Linked DNA regions of Mus musculus: all the other regions are linked to region 3. Evidence: chromatin contacts called from public capture Hi-C and promoter capture Hi-C data. All regions are on one chromosome and are shown on one strand. Each heading gives the region's core, a stretch centred on a gene start, on an enhancer-like site or on the middle of the called end of the contact. The rest is flanking DNA. Distances are from core to core; before and after follow the strand shown.

The links. Capture Hi-C pulls out chosen DNA fragments and counts their contacts.
Region 1: a contact with region 3 is called in a promoter capture Hi-C map of pancreatic islet. The contact joins the promoter of 5330439B14Rik here to the promoter of Ldhb in region 3. A contact is called at or near these places in 5 of 39 promoter capture datasets (hippocampal neurons, liver, pre-B cells and 1 more) and 3 of 9 other capture datasets (adipose tissue, liver and pancreatic islet).
Region 2: a contact with region 3 is called in a capture Hi-C map of embryonic stem cells, with 3 times the contacts expected there. The contact joins the promoter of Spx here to the promoter of Ldhb in region 3. A contact is called at or near these places in 5 of 39 promoter capture datasets (the HPC-7 cell line, embryonic stem cells and liver), 7 of 484 Hi-C or Micro-C datasets (LSK cells, cranial neural crest, embryonic stem cells and 1 more), 7 of 115 datasets of contacts at active chromatin or transcription factors (embryonic stem cells and forebrain) and 4 of 9 other capture datasets (adipose tissue, embryonic stem cells, liver and 1 more).

Annotation. Positions count from the first base shown.
Region 1 is chr6:142,611,481-142,616,272 of GRCm38.p6, reverse strand. It overlaps 5330439B14Rik (RIKEN cDNA 5330439B14 gene), which reads right to left and starts at 1,678. Exons shown (of 2, transcript NR_037679.1): 1 at 1,343-1,678. It overlaps Abcc9 (ATP-binding cassette, sub-family C (CFTR/MRP), member 9), which reads left to right. Exons shown (of 40, transcript NM_011511.2): 31 at 1,757-1,859.
Region 2 is chr6:142,411,416-142,416,015 of GRCm38.p6, reverse strand. It overlaps Spx (spexin hormone), which reads right to left and starts at 2,585. Exons shown (of 6, transcript NM_001242345.1): 1 at 2,570-2,585; 2 at 2,103-2,183; 3 at 1,938-1,995; 4 at 1,185-1,247. The coding sequence starts at 2,575. It also overlaps a transcript of Golt1b not described here.
Region 3 is chr6:142,505,993-142,510,606 of GRCm38.p6, reverse strand. It overlaps Ldhb (lactate dehydrogenase B), which reads left to right and starts at 2,650. Exons shown (of 8, transcript NM_008492.3): 1 at 2,650-2,754.

The sequences.
Region 1 (4,792 bases), core at 429-2,928, 110 kb before region 3:
CTCACTGTTGCTGTGAATCCTAGGGCCTCAGAGGGCATTCTGTCTTCTAGCTCCTCACTATAGTCACCCCTCCTAAGGTCACGTGGAAGACAGACACGCTCCTTGGACTGTTCAGTCCCAAGCCATGGTGTTGCCATTCTTTGACATAGGTCCCCCTGGACGTGGCATTTAGTTCAAGGCTGCATAACTCAAATTGAAGTAATGGTTTGGCTCTTACTGCTAAACTCTGATCGTTGTAGATCAGACACTGCTGTCTCACCAAATTATCTCTCTGGCTTGGCATACTAGAATGGTCAGATTGATTGGAGAGATACCAAGTATCTGCTTTATATTGGCCTGTATGGACTCTGATGGTGGGCCAAATGTACCCCGCCCAGGACTTCTTCGTTCTTTGATACAAGTGATGAGTTATTTAAAAGTTTTGCAATTTTACTGGAAGATTTTACAGGAATGGGGGGATTCTTTTAGCAAGTAGGGCTCACTAGTGAGTGGGTCAGTAATTCCTTACAAAATGACCTATAGATGGCTTATGTCAGAACAGCTGTGGCCACAGGGAGGAAAGAAGCTAACTCAGCTGGGTATGGCACCAACTTTCAAACCAGTTGCTTGTCAGCTCTGTTTTGTCTATTATTTAAGGAAAGTGATTACAAAGTCAGGATATGTTTGTTACGTAGAAGAGATATGTTTCTTTTTCTTTTTAGTGTGTATGTGTGAAATCATACCCAGGATGTTCAAGTGCTTAAGGGTCTTCTTAACTTTTAAAACAAACTTTCTATGGCATATATTCATTGTACATGGTAGTGCAAGGGGTTGGAAGTATAGGGTGAGACGTGCTCACACAGGACATACGCTTGTTGAAGGTTATTGCTAGTTCTGCTAGTAAAGTAAGCCACACAGAATTGTGTTTGATCATGTTGAGCAACAGGGATGAGCCTAAGTTTCCCATGGACATCTGATGTCTCTCCATCACCACGACTATTAGGGTGAGAAATCTCCCAACCCTAGAGGATGGAGGATTTTCTCTGATGCCACTCAGAGTATTTACAGTGCCTTGTTCACCCTCAAAACCCAGCTTCACCCCTAAAGCTATACCAAGACAATCTTTTCTGTGCTCTGGGAAGCCTGGCTTGACCCTTCCCTCTCCCCACCCTCTGTCTCTATTCAGATCACCCAAAGTAAATCTCCTTCGCTTTCACAGGGTCACTGCAAACAGACCCTGTGCTGTGCCAGCCATCTGTGAGAAGATCCCTCTATCTTCTGCTCCTTGGCACCCTACTTTCTTTCTTTGGTTAAAAAAAAAAAGAGCCAAAGAAAAAGAATATATTTGAAGGGATATATTTACCTGTTGTAAATGTATGGTTTTCTGTCTCCATTGGTTCTCATCCAGCCCAGCTCAACATCATTTGGAAAAATGAAATAAATGCCTCAAACACAGGTAGAACATACTGTGATTTCTGTAGCCCGGATGGCATAGGCCAAGTCTCACAACATTGGATCCATCAATACTGTGGTGACTTTTAATGAAGAGTTGTCATCGCAATGGCTTCTTTTCATAGCTGTAGCATGAAAATGGAGCAAACACTTGCCCTCTTGGACTCTATCCAGAACTCAGCAGAGCAACTCTGGAGTCCACTCGCCTGTCACGCATCCCATCCATGTGTCACTCTGTTACAAACCATTCAGTAGTTAACAGTGACTGGCTTTTTCTAATTCTCCTGTTAGGTGACTAACATTGTGGTGTCTTTGTTTTCTGTAGGCATGAAACCAGATTCAAGCAACGCATGCTGGAGCTGACAGACACGAACAACATTGCCTACTTATTTCTCTCAGCAGCCAACAGATGGCTGGAGGTCAGGACGGTACGTTCATTATGTTCCTTGTGCGATTTCGTAATGGAAACCAAACAGACAGGAGGCTTCGCGTGGAGAGGCAGATGTTTGGTGGAACTAGCCTTCTACGGAGAGTCAGGACCAGGCCTCCATTGACTGGACTTTAAAATAGATCAGGTTTGGTTTTGTTCCAAATGAAATTTATTTTCATGTTGTAGCTAATCACACACACACACACAAAAATGCCCCCAAAGCAAAAATCACTCTGTGTTCTCTATACCCTCCGAACTACCTAAGTTCACAGGATAGTAAATATTTATACAATGCCATTTTTTTTTTGTAAGACAAGTGACCAGGTACACTGATGTCCTTCACTGATCCAGACAAGCTTGTAAGGGAAGGTGGATTTTTTTGTTTTAAGCCAATGGAGGGTTACGTTAGTACAAAACTGTCAGCCACTAAGTCATCTACTGCTGTCTTCTCTCCTGTGTGACACACAGGAATAAGCACAGACTCTGGCACAGTATGGACTTCATGTCCCAGATTAAGTTCTTGCTGTGCCAGATCCCTCTTCACTTATAAAGTAAGAATAAGAACATGTACCTCATGGACGTGTCCCTAAAATAACAATGAAGGCGCCGGAATTGCCCTAGTATGCAAGTCTAGCTTGATTTGTTGCTGTGATAAAATATGCTATCAAAACACAAGTGAGGGAAGAAAGGGGCTTATCTCAGCTTACAATTCCTGCTTAGCCTCCCTCATTGTGGGAAGTCAAGGAAGAAACTTTAAAGAACTAGTCCTATCATAACCACCGTCAAGGGCAGAGGGAGAGAGAGAGAGGGAGAGGGAGAGAGGGGGGGGGGGGCAATACAATCTCACGCACTTGCTTCCTCTACTCTTACACCCCCTGCCTAGGGGGTGGCACTGCCCACAGTGGTATAGGACTTTCTACATCAATTAACTTAATGGACACAGTTTCCCACAGACATGCCCAAGGACTACCCAGTGTAGATAACCCCTCACTGGAACTCTCTAGCCAGGCGACTGTAGGGTTTGTCAAGTTAATCTAAGTCCCTGCTGTAGATTATTTGTATCTCCAACCAGATGCAGATTTAAAAAAAAAAAACAAAACAAACCCATAACCAGAGAAGGTAGATGATATAAGAAGTTTAAAGGGGTCAAAATGAAGACTCCCAAGTTCAAGAGTGGTCATAAAATACATTGATACAGATTGATAGTCTTACACCGCCCATGTCTTTAGTTACTCTGACTTCTCATTGGTTGGCAAAAGTGGTGGAGACTCTTCATTACCAGTGGAAAAGACCCTCCCTTTACCACCATGTCAGTGAGAGCTCATTGACCAACTGAGCACAATTATGTTACACAAAAACAACAACTAAAGCATCTTTCAGGATGGTGTGAAGGCTGGAAAAATCGGGACAGAGTTACTTAGGAGTTACAGACTCCTGAAAGGTAGATACATGGTTGCATAAAATCTATAACAAAATCCAAGCTTGGTTTCCAGACTCCAACTAGACCACGATTCTTTATTTGAAGTTTCTGTTTTCTTTCTTCTTTTAAAGATCCCCATTATTCTCTGGGGAGAAATATCATATTGGAATAGTAGAACTAACAGAATATCTCTGTGGGTGGATTTTCAGAACTGTAATGTGACAATGACAGTAGTTGTCTTTGAGTCTGGCCTTTCTTAGCTTTGAGATTAGGCGCGATATTTAGGGGTAAGCCGTTTTCCTTGGATGTGAGATGTCTACGGCTGCTGCCCTTAGCACTTCCCAATGGCAGGTTCACAGACAAGTGTAGGAGAAGAATCTTCATGCAAACCATATGTCCTGTTCTTAGAGCCAAACCAAGATATCAGCACCCGAGCCTGCCAGGAAAGGGAAGGGCAGGGCAAACTGGAGAGAAACAGCAGCCAAGTTCAAAGTGGCTGCGTCTGACCCAGAATTTTAACCGCCACCCCCACCAAGAAAAAGCAACCAAATCTACCTGAGTATAAACGAATTCAGTTTCCTTGCAGACTAAAGAAGGGATTGCATTTTTAAATGGCAGGGGCAGACTCTGTCCTTCATTCCATAGCTCCTTGACACATTGAAAGACATTGCATGAAACATATTTGTTATTTTACCTTCTGTTTGCATTCTTTATATCACAGCACTTCAGAGATTCACTAGAGGACTTTCCTGAGTAGAATTACCCCTCAAAAGCTAACTCGGAGGCCAGTGAGGTGGCTCAACTGTTGAGGTCACGGGCTGCTCTTCTGGTGGACATGGGTTCAATTCCCAGCTCCTATATATCTGCTTACAAGGACTTGCAACTGCAGGTCTAGGGAGTCCAGTGCTCTCTTCTGGCTTCCTCAAGTACCAGGTGTGAATGTGGTACACACACACACACACACACACACACACACACACACACACACACACAGAGGTAAAACACCCTTATACTTAAAATAAGTTTATTTAAAACTAAGTGCTGTAGTACAGAAACATATGTCATAGATGGATTGTCACATAAAGCAAAGCTTTTTTGCCCACGTGGCTTCATTACTGTGGGCGTGTGGAAGGGACCTCTTCATTGTATCTGTAATTTTAGCCTCACATGAGTGGGGTTTTGTCAGAGAAAATGAACGCAGAAATCGGGACCTTGGAGATGAAAGTGTAAGTTGTTCTCAGCTCTATAACTAGATGAGCTCTGCTTTGTAGGTCCTCTGAGGGTAGAAAAAAGTAAGGAAAGGCTTTATTTGGCTCAAAAAAAAAAAAAAAAAAACGAAACATTGATCTTATCTGCACTGTTCACACAGCCCTCCATGCCCCTCTCATTAACCACAGAGTCCAGAAAATCAACAGGAATATCTGCTCTGAGTGAATAGTCACCATATTTTCAGAACAGACACAACTAACAGGGCAGAAGGAGGGTCATGGCATTGGGCATTAATTAGCCAG
Region 2 (4,600 bases), core at 1,336-3,835, 95 kb after region 3:
GACCTTCCATTTGTTTATACCTGAGGATGAATGCTAGGGAGTATGGAGTATGTAGCAAAAGGAAGATGAGTAGGAGGCCACACAGCTTTCTCTCGCCAGGGTTTAGAAGGGGGTGCATTTTCCTTCTCACAGCTTAAAGAAGGTTGTTTTGGCCAAAATATCTCATTGGAGCCGGATCTCCCTGCTTTCCCCCTTCCAAGTCAATTTGAGATAACCGATTACAATCGTGGTCACATAGGAGGTAATTAGCTATTTGAATGAAGAGACCCTGGCTAAATAGTCAGAGTTATTTCACTTTTATTGAATTATATGTTTACTGGGTCACAGGGATATGCCGCTGCAGTCTATTTCATACTTAAGTTGACAGATGACATGGTCCTGATCTAGGACAGGCTGGGAGTTTTAATCGGAAGTAGCAGGAAGAGAAGAAACATATTCTACCCTAAAAAACAAGACCAGTCACACTGCAAACTCAGGAACTGAAACAAAAGCTGAAAGCATCTGCTATCGGCATGCTAAGCAGTGCTGAATATCTCTCCAAGTAAGTATAGCTTTTATTCTTGGTACTTCTATACAAAATTTTACCAAGATTATTTTTTCTTCTGTTTAAACTGCAATGTCATTAAGTTCATCAAGGAAAAAAAATGTTCCTGAACCTATTTCTTAATTAATTTGTTTTTTGGAGAATTTCATACATGATGAGTACTGTTTGCATAGTTTCCACCCTCTCTCTGTCCCCCAACTCGTCTTATGCATCCTCTGTAATTTATGATTCCCCCCCCCCCCCGCGTTTCCTACAACTATTTAGGGCTGAGGACTTGAGATTGGATAGCTTATCTAGAGTTTGTCCCGGAAGAAAACTGATCCTCCTCTCAGTCATTCATACCTGGCTCAATCATTCGTTCATAGCTTTTAACTTAATTGCGTTTGGTTAAAAACCTTTGGCGGCTGTTTCTAATCATTTAGGAGAAAGATATACTTGAAATGTCTAAGTGATTATTTAGTAGCAATTGCTATTTAGGAAGAGAAAGATCAAGGCTCTTTCCAGAAATACCCGGAGAGGGGGCTTCTCTCTGCCCTGTGTCTGTGCTACAGACCCTGCCAGTTTGGGGACCCGGGCTCACTAGCCGCCTGCTAGGGGACAGGGCAGGTGGAACCCCGCCATAGGCGCAGCGCTCGCTCACCTGGAGGCGGCCGGTCTGCAAGCTCCTTCCTACGGCTCTGGTCGGAGAGGAAGCGGCGGCCCTCTGCGGGGGGTGGGAAGGGGGAGGGGTGGGACACGAGGAGGACTGAGGCAGACAGCTAGACCCCAGGATCAGGGAGATCGCGGGTTCCCGCCAGGGATGCGACCTCGATTCGGAGAGCAGCCCCAGTGGGATTCGCGCGTGCCTCTCTCTTTCCTTCCACCCCTTCCCTTCCTCTCTCCCTTCCTAACTTCTTTTGCCATTCTATGCTCCTCTACCAGGCACCTTCTTTGTTCAATCATTAGTTCTCTAAATTCAATCAGCCAGCTTTCCTTCATTCCCTCCCCTTCTCCCTCCTCTCCTTCCTTCTTATCCCCCACTTTTCCCTCCCCCCTTTCCTTTATTTCGCCTTTCTTGAACCCTTCTCCAGCTCTTTCTTATTTCCTCCCTCCTCCTTTTTCCTTTTTTCCCTGACAGGATCTTAGTTTGACCTGGAGCCCACTAGGTAGCCCAAGCTAGCATTTCTCCTGCCTCAGCTTCGAGAGTGCCAGGTCACAGTAGTGACCCCAAACACCTCTTTGGGGGAGGGTTTCTGGCCATCAGAGTATTTTTGTCCCACCTGCCCACTCCTATGGTTTCTGGATTGTCTGAAATCCTAATTATTTACTGGAGCCGGCTGTGACCCTGTCTCTTAGGAGTCCCCGGATGTCTCCCATCACCCTCCGTGAGGAGAATAAGGAGTATGGAACTCACGTGCACCCTTCAGATAGAGCATAGCTTGGGGAGTCCAGTTCCTCTTCTCAGAGAGTCGCTGCAGTGCAGGGAGGAGAGAAGAATCGTTATTACAATGCAGCGGGTGGAAAAAGCAAAAACAGAGGCTGCCTAGTCCGAACCCGGGGTTTGTGTTCTCTGCATTACCTGTGGAGCACCGCTGGAGTTTTCCAGCGCAGACAGCACCAGGAGAAGGACCACGGCTGTCACTGCCAGGACGCTGGGCCCCTACAAGACACATCGACCAAACACAGCCTCATCGGACGGAGTGTGGCTGCATTTGTTTTTTTGTTTGTTTTTTGTTTGTTTGTTTTCGTTTTGCTTCCTCTTCAGAGAGGACAGTAGGCCCCTTACTTCACTCAGTATATGATCCCACCTTCTAGTTAATCCATAAAGAGTAACTTTAAAAATTAGAAAGATATGATTTTCATAACTTCACCCAAATAAAGAATTGGTGGATAAGTTCTATTCAGCAAAATCAGGTTGCACTATTTAAAGGCACTATTCTTCAAATGTCCAGTCACTACAATGCTCAGTACATATAACCTAGATAGAAAGGTAGACAGTTTATAGAACAGCTGGAAAGATATCGGGTGCACACATCTGCTGCTTACCTTCATGTTCCGACCCTGTCCAGAGCCCCACAATCTCTCGCCCTACCTTCCAGTCTTCTAAACTTGTTACAACCCCCGGGCTTTAAAAACTCCTAGTGTTGGAGTCTGCACAGAGGAGAGGAGACCACGAGGGTAGCTTGTCAATCTTCAGAACTGAGCGGACCTGATGACTCCTCTGGGGAGGTCTAATTGGCAGAAATAGGACAATGATTGATGAGCGGATATCATTTGTTTGGGAACTGACCACACCAGCCAGGAGACATTCTGACTGTATCAGCACCGTCACCTTTGTTTTTCCTGTTAGCTGCCCAATGCATTTCACCATTATGAATGAAACAAATGTAACTGTGGGCGGAGATGAATCACCCCTGTGAACACCAAAAGGTTAGCGAGCCTCAGAGGAACTTGACACCAGTCATTCATCTACTCAAGTGTCCATCTAGTCAGTGATTTAACAAATATGTGTTGAATGGCTACCTCCTACCTCTTGGTCTCAAGCTAATCTTTTAGTTAGGGGAGGACTCTCTCTACGCTACTGGCACCATGCTTAGGTTAGTAAGTAAAGGCAGCCAAGATGACATGACAGGGCAGTGCTGGGTTATTTTAGAGGGAGATTTGAAAAAGAAGATTCCAGGGAATTTGAAATTAGTATACCAGTTACAAGTTACAGACAGGCAGACAGACAGACACACCACACACACACACACACACACACACACAGAGAGAGAGAGAGAGAGAGCAGAAACAGCAAATAGCTTGGTTTATTTGAAGCAGAGGAAGGCAGTAATACTGTGTGGAGTAGGGGTGGTGGCATCACAAGGAAGGGCACTTGGAACTGGCTAGCACATATTCAAATGGTCTCAAGCAAAAGGCTGAGGTGGAAGGTTGGACCAGGAGTGGGAGGAATGGAGAGATAGAAATGACTGGATGTGGAAAACAGGACTAGCAGGTAAGACAGACATGAGAGTAGGTAGGAGAAAATAAGTCAGCCAAGGATGTTACTTAGAGTTTTGGCTCAAGCGTGGGTAAATGAAACAGTTTAGAGGAACCACAGAGACTTCCTAAGAAACCAAATTATGAACGCACAGAAAGAAAAATGTGTATTCGACAGGCAAGTAGAAACATAAGCCAGGTGACTGGAAATGCCAGACTTAGGAGCCCAGCAAAGAGGCAGTTAGCTTAGTCTTTCCCTTTCTAAACATTGAAGTGACCCACTGTAAGAACTGCAAGAATTCTAAGAATTTAAAAGTGGAGGAAAGATTGGGCATGTGTGAAGCATCCCTAAGAGGAATGGGCAGAGCTATGGAAGCAAACATACAGAAGCTGCACAGTAAAGGTCCAAGAAAAGAGGCGATGAACAGCAGAGTGATCAGAAACAAAGGAGTCATTTCAGGTCAGCGATGTTGAGAGCCCAAGGGACTGGTGACACAGCCTGGCAGGTAAAGGTGCTGGCTGCTGAGCCTAATTAATAACTTGAGTTTTGTACCTGAGCCTCATGTGGTGGAAGGAGAAAACTGACTCCTGTAAATTGTCCTCTAACTTCACACATAGTGTTTTGTGTGTGTGTGTGTGTGTGTGTGTGTGTGCCCATACAAGATGTGAGGCTTAGAAGTATGTTGCTGTCTGAAGTTAAGAGGCAAGACTGGAGTGGGCTAAATTTCAAATAAAATATGAGGAAGTCAAAACAAGCATCGACAGCTGCCGGCAAAAAGTCACGTTTTGAGGGGAGGAAATGATGAATCTGGGTAGTGTGAGCTGTGATTTGTGGAATTACGATGTTATTGGGTGGTGGAGTTTCCTTCTTTTGTGCAGATGACACAGGTCTTCCTACCTTGTAGATTGTTGCACCTCCCAGGCTTCCTTAGCATGTTTTGTGTTTGATGGAGTCTTCAGGTAGAGCCCCTGGTACAGCCTGGCTGAAGACAGATCTAGCTTTCTAGAGCAATGCTGGCAATGTTAGTGGTAGAATCAGTGCTGGGGTGTGAAGACCTCCTCAGTGAGTCTTTTTGTTTAGATCAGTTCGATTTGTCA
Region 3 (4,614 bases), core at 1,401-3,900:
CTAAAAAATATAGTTAATGATTCCACAAAAAGATCAGCTCATATTAAACCTTCACAAGAAATGACTAGACAATAAGAATCTAAAAACAGTTCCTTTGAGACATTAAACACTCAGTACTCCTCTCGACGATTGCCTGGGGTTCCCCTAAAAGAGTCTAGGGTACAAGGTGATTGTGTGGGACACCCTGGATTAAGAAAGAGAAATCCAGGGAGAACTGAAGGTTCTAACCTTGAGTTCTAATTTGCAGTATGTTAGATTGTATCCTGTGATAACTCCCTCAGGAGTATGTTAGATTGTATCCTGTGATAACTCTCTCAGGAGTATGTTAGATTGTATCCTGTGATAACTCCCTCAGGAATATGTTAGATTGTATCCTATAATAACCCCTCAGTTCATCCTCCCCCTCCTCCGCCCCTGCTCAGGCTCTGGGATCAGTGAGAACCCTGTCAGCTTCCACACCTTTCATTCAAACAATAAAAACAACTGGCAGCTATTCTCTAAGACTGGGTATGTAATCAGAGTCGATCGTCTCTAAAGCGTCCTTTTCTGTTCTACAGTTCACTTGCTCTGGTTCAAAAACATGACACCCTGACAACGGGAGATGACCTTTTTAAGATACAAAAGAAAAACCAAACAAACAAAACCAAAAACCAAAAAAACAAACAAACAAAAACCCCACCAGGCAGTCCTTGTAGAGGTGGTGAGCCCCCCAGCCCTACACCCTGCAACCCTGCGCTTCCTGAATCCTACTTAGTGCACAGAGCAGCTATGCCATGATCCACACACACACACACTCTCTCTCTCCCTCTCTCCCTCCCTCTCTCCCTCCCATTAAAGCTGGTGTTTCTCTGTGTAGGCCTGGCTGACCTAGAACTCCGTTTCTAGACCAAATTGGCCTTGAACTCAGAGACCTGCCTGTTGTCTGTCTCTGCCTCCCGAGTTCGGGGGACTAAGGGCACGAGCCACCTCGCCCGCTCAGGAGCACATTCTGCGTGATCACTTGCTGATGTTTGCAACCCTCTAGCAGTGTGCACATTGCCATTAGCAGGCATCCTGTCTTGTGTGTCTTGGTCCCTGCAGCACTACTCCTACATAGGAACATTCTCCGTACATAGTTTTAAAGGAGGAAACCCCAGCCTCTCTTTTGCTATTTCAGTTTACATTTGGGTTCGGTTTTATAACCCGCCTCACTCCCCGAGAACAATATACTTTAACTTTAGCCCTTGTTGCCTGCATGTTTCCTAAGCATTTACCTTGCAGATGGAAAGCTCTATTCTTTCCCTAAAATTCCCCCTAGCCACCCCTTCCCCTTCAGCTCCTGGTACTGATACTCTTTTTCACTGCTGGGATTCAAACCCCAAACACTAAGGCTGTACTCTACCCCAAAGTCCCATCCATAGCTGCCTGTCACATCTCTATCAAAGAGTCTCCTTTTCTTCAATTCCTACAATTCCTTCTACTCCCCAGTAATGTGATAGCTCTACCCAGACTCCCCCAAATTTTCAGTAAAATTGGGGCAGAGGGCAGCACCCAAAGAGCACAGTTATATTCACACTTACACCTTCAATGCTTGGCAGAGGGAAGTTCTATTTATAGAGTTAGTAGTCGTTGACAAGAGGTACACACTTAAAGAAAACAAAAGGCAAATTCTCACACAGCAACTCCAGTGAGCTTGCTAGATGGGGAAACAATTTTATCTTAAGAAAACACAACTGCCCTAAATTTTCACAACACTTCTGATTGCTTAATCCATGCTGGAATAAGGAACCGGGCACTGGGCTGGATGAGACAAAGAGCTAAGAATGTGGGAAGACAATTACAGGGCTGGGGATGCTACTCCCTGCTAAACTGTGAGCTCCTGGGTTCTATGCGAAGCGCTCTCTCTCTCTCTCTCTCTCTCTCTCTCTCTCTCTCTCTCACACACACACACACACACACACACTGTACCAGCTCAGCGACTCCTAGGGAAGTTACATCTTTCTTAGGGTTCTTATTTTTTCTCCCTGGGGCCAGGCTTTTTCTTGGGACCTTGCAGTTTCCTGGAGGAACTGTGAAAGGCAGAAATCAGGCACCTTCGATCTTGTTGGGCAGCTATTAGTTGAATTAGGTGTGGGGAGAGGGGGAGGGGCGGTTACTGTCTTATTGAAGGAACTTTAAATGACCAAAAATCTGTTCTCTTCTGGGTTAGTTTGTTTTTGTTTGTTTGAAACAGTCTTAATGGAGAGGCCTAGGCTGGTCTCAAACTCCTGACTTCCCTCAGGACTCAGCCTTACCAGTGCTGGGATAACAGGCGTGTATAAACCCCCACTTCTGAAAAGAGTTCAGAAGCTCCGAGGCCTTTTGGAGTGATGTATCAGTAGCATCTTAAGCAAGGCGACTGCTCTAAAGTGGAGCCGGAATGCAACCTAGACATAGGTTTCTATTAGCACAAGATGGAGACCGTACAGAAGGCCAGAGAGGCAGGTTTACGGAATAAGTGCCTCAGCGGAAGGTGACCTCTAACTTTAGAGAGCGGGGGAGAGCGCGTGCACACTCCAGCCTTGTCCTTGAAGGAGATTGAACGAGCCGAGGGGAGGGATAGACCCGTCTCGGGTTTCCAATCACAATGGAGAAAGCTAGGAGGCTGGAGCGCCGCGGCCCCGCCTCCTCCTCCTCCTTCTTGTAGAGCCGGAGTCTGCGATCCGCAGAGCAGCAGCCTGCTGACTTTGCAGTGGCTCCCCTGCCTCAGCGCGCCGCAGAGCCTCCTCTTTTCTGGTAGGTCTGAATCCAGGATCCCAAAACCTGACTTAACTGAACATCAGGGTGTGTGTTGTGGGAGTAGGGAGTGCAGAGGTGTTATTGTTTGGCAGAACAGGAGGAAGGAGCTACGTACGACACATCCACTCTTTGGGGCCTTTGTCCCTGAGCATTCATGCCCCTACCTATTTCTTCTTTGTGGTTTTGGGTGGCAAGCCGAGCGAGCAGAGGTGCGCAGCTGAGCTCCCGACTCGGTCTGCACCTTGGTACAGCCTGAGCACAGGGTGGTCTCGGGCCTGTGTGCTATCAATAGAAAGACTTGTAACGTAAGGTAAGTCAAACCTAGTCTCTTCAAGTCCTTGGCAGTTAGCACATCACCCATCAGCTGCGATGCAGCCTGGGGCGCAAGCCAGGGCAGCGCGCCCAGTGGCCGGGGAACCGAGCAAGGTCTAGGTGGGTCCCTGTGAAGGTTGGAAGGTCTTGCACCTGGTGATGGAGAACGGTCCCAGCTATTTTAGCAATGAGGATAAAGGAAAGTTCGGTCCGGAACACCAGGCTTCGTCCCCTCTCACGCTGCCCGCCCTGCAGCCGGGTACTTGCTGGGCCTCTTTAGATGCGCTAGGATTTTGTTTACTTCTTGTGCTAAGTGTGGAAGCCTAGGCTTTCCCCCTGGAGACCGTAATCGAGGTGTGCGCTGGTGTCTCCCTCGTGACCTGCTTTGCACAGGAGGAAAGGTGGCTTGGGTGTCACGGAACTGAACAAGCTCCGACAGCACCTGGGGTCGGGGGTAGGGTGAAGGATATGACTGGTTTTAATGGAGAAATTGGAGGCCATACCCGGGCATTAAGAGTTAACATAGGTGATTCTCTGCGGAGTCGTCCTTAGCCTCTGACCTAGACCACTGGTTCTTATCCACAGGAGATGGGAATGTGGGGGCACCCTGAGGCGAGGGTGTTTTTTCCTGTTCCTTTCTCTCTACAGTCAACTCCCTGATTTGACACAGGCTTGCTACAACGCAAACTATTTTCTTCTCATTCTCTATCACTGTGGGAGGTGGGGGTGGGAGGAGAATACACGCTGAACTTCAGTCTAGATATCTGCCTGTGCTTGCTGGATCTTCAACACTGCCGCTTTTGAAATTCCCCAAAGCGATTTAAAATGTTTTCAGGACAGCTTCAACGTTCCAGCGTTTCAGATAGCATCCCAGGATGATGGAGGGTGACCTTGGCCTCTCCTGACTCTCCTACCTCCACCTCCCAAACGTTGGGACTCCAGGCCTTCCTAATGTTCTCTGGAGCCTATCAGATTTTAAGCCAACTAACAAAAATAAACTTGGTGTGGGCAGGCTTTGGGGAGGCTCTGCTTTTCTTACTGTTGAGGCTACTCAGCTGAAACTGCCTAAGACACAGGGCCTGACTGGATTCATTTTAAGGTTGGTGCTTTGTCCAAACCCTCCCACAGCAGTTCATCTTCCCACCCACCAAAAAACTACAAGTGTAATTCTCTAAGGCTAAAATAACCCTCTAAAATCTCTAAAATAGCTCTGGAAGCAGTACACATTAGGAGGGAGGCTTTAAAACAACAAAAATAAGTTATGGAGCAAAGTAGTTGTGATTGCTTCAAGTACTTCACTCTGGACAACTAAGGGTTCCTTACTGGGTTCATTAACTAAGCCAGGTTTTGTTACTTAGCCCTTTACAGATTAGAAGTGAAAATGAAGGTAAAGGGAACGAACTGGCTGGGCTGTGGAACCTATAGGGAGCCTCAGCTGTGATGAACCACGCTAAAAAGAAACAAACGGAAGCAATCAGCGTAGATTATTAACATTGATAACTTTTCTGTGAAGACACTTTGTCAGGAGGGCAGGGCCATAACTTT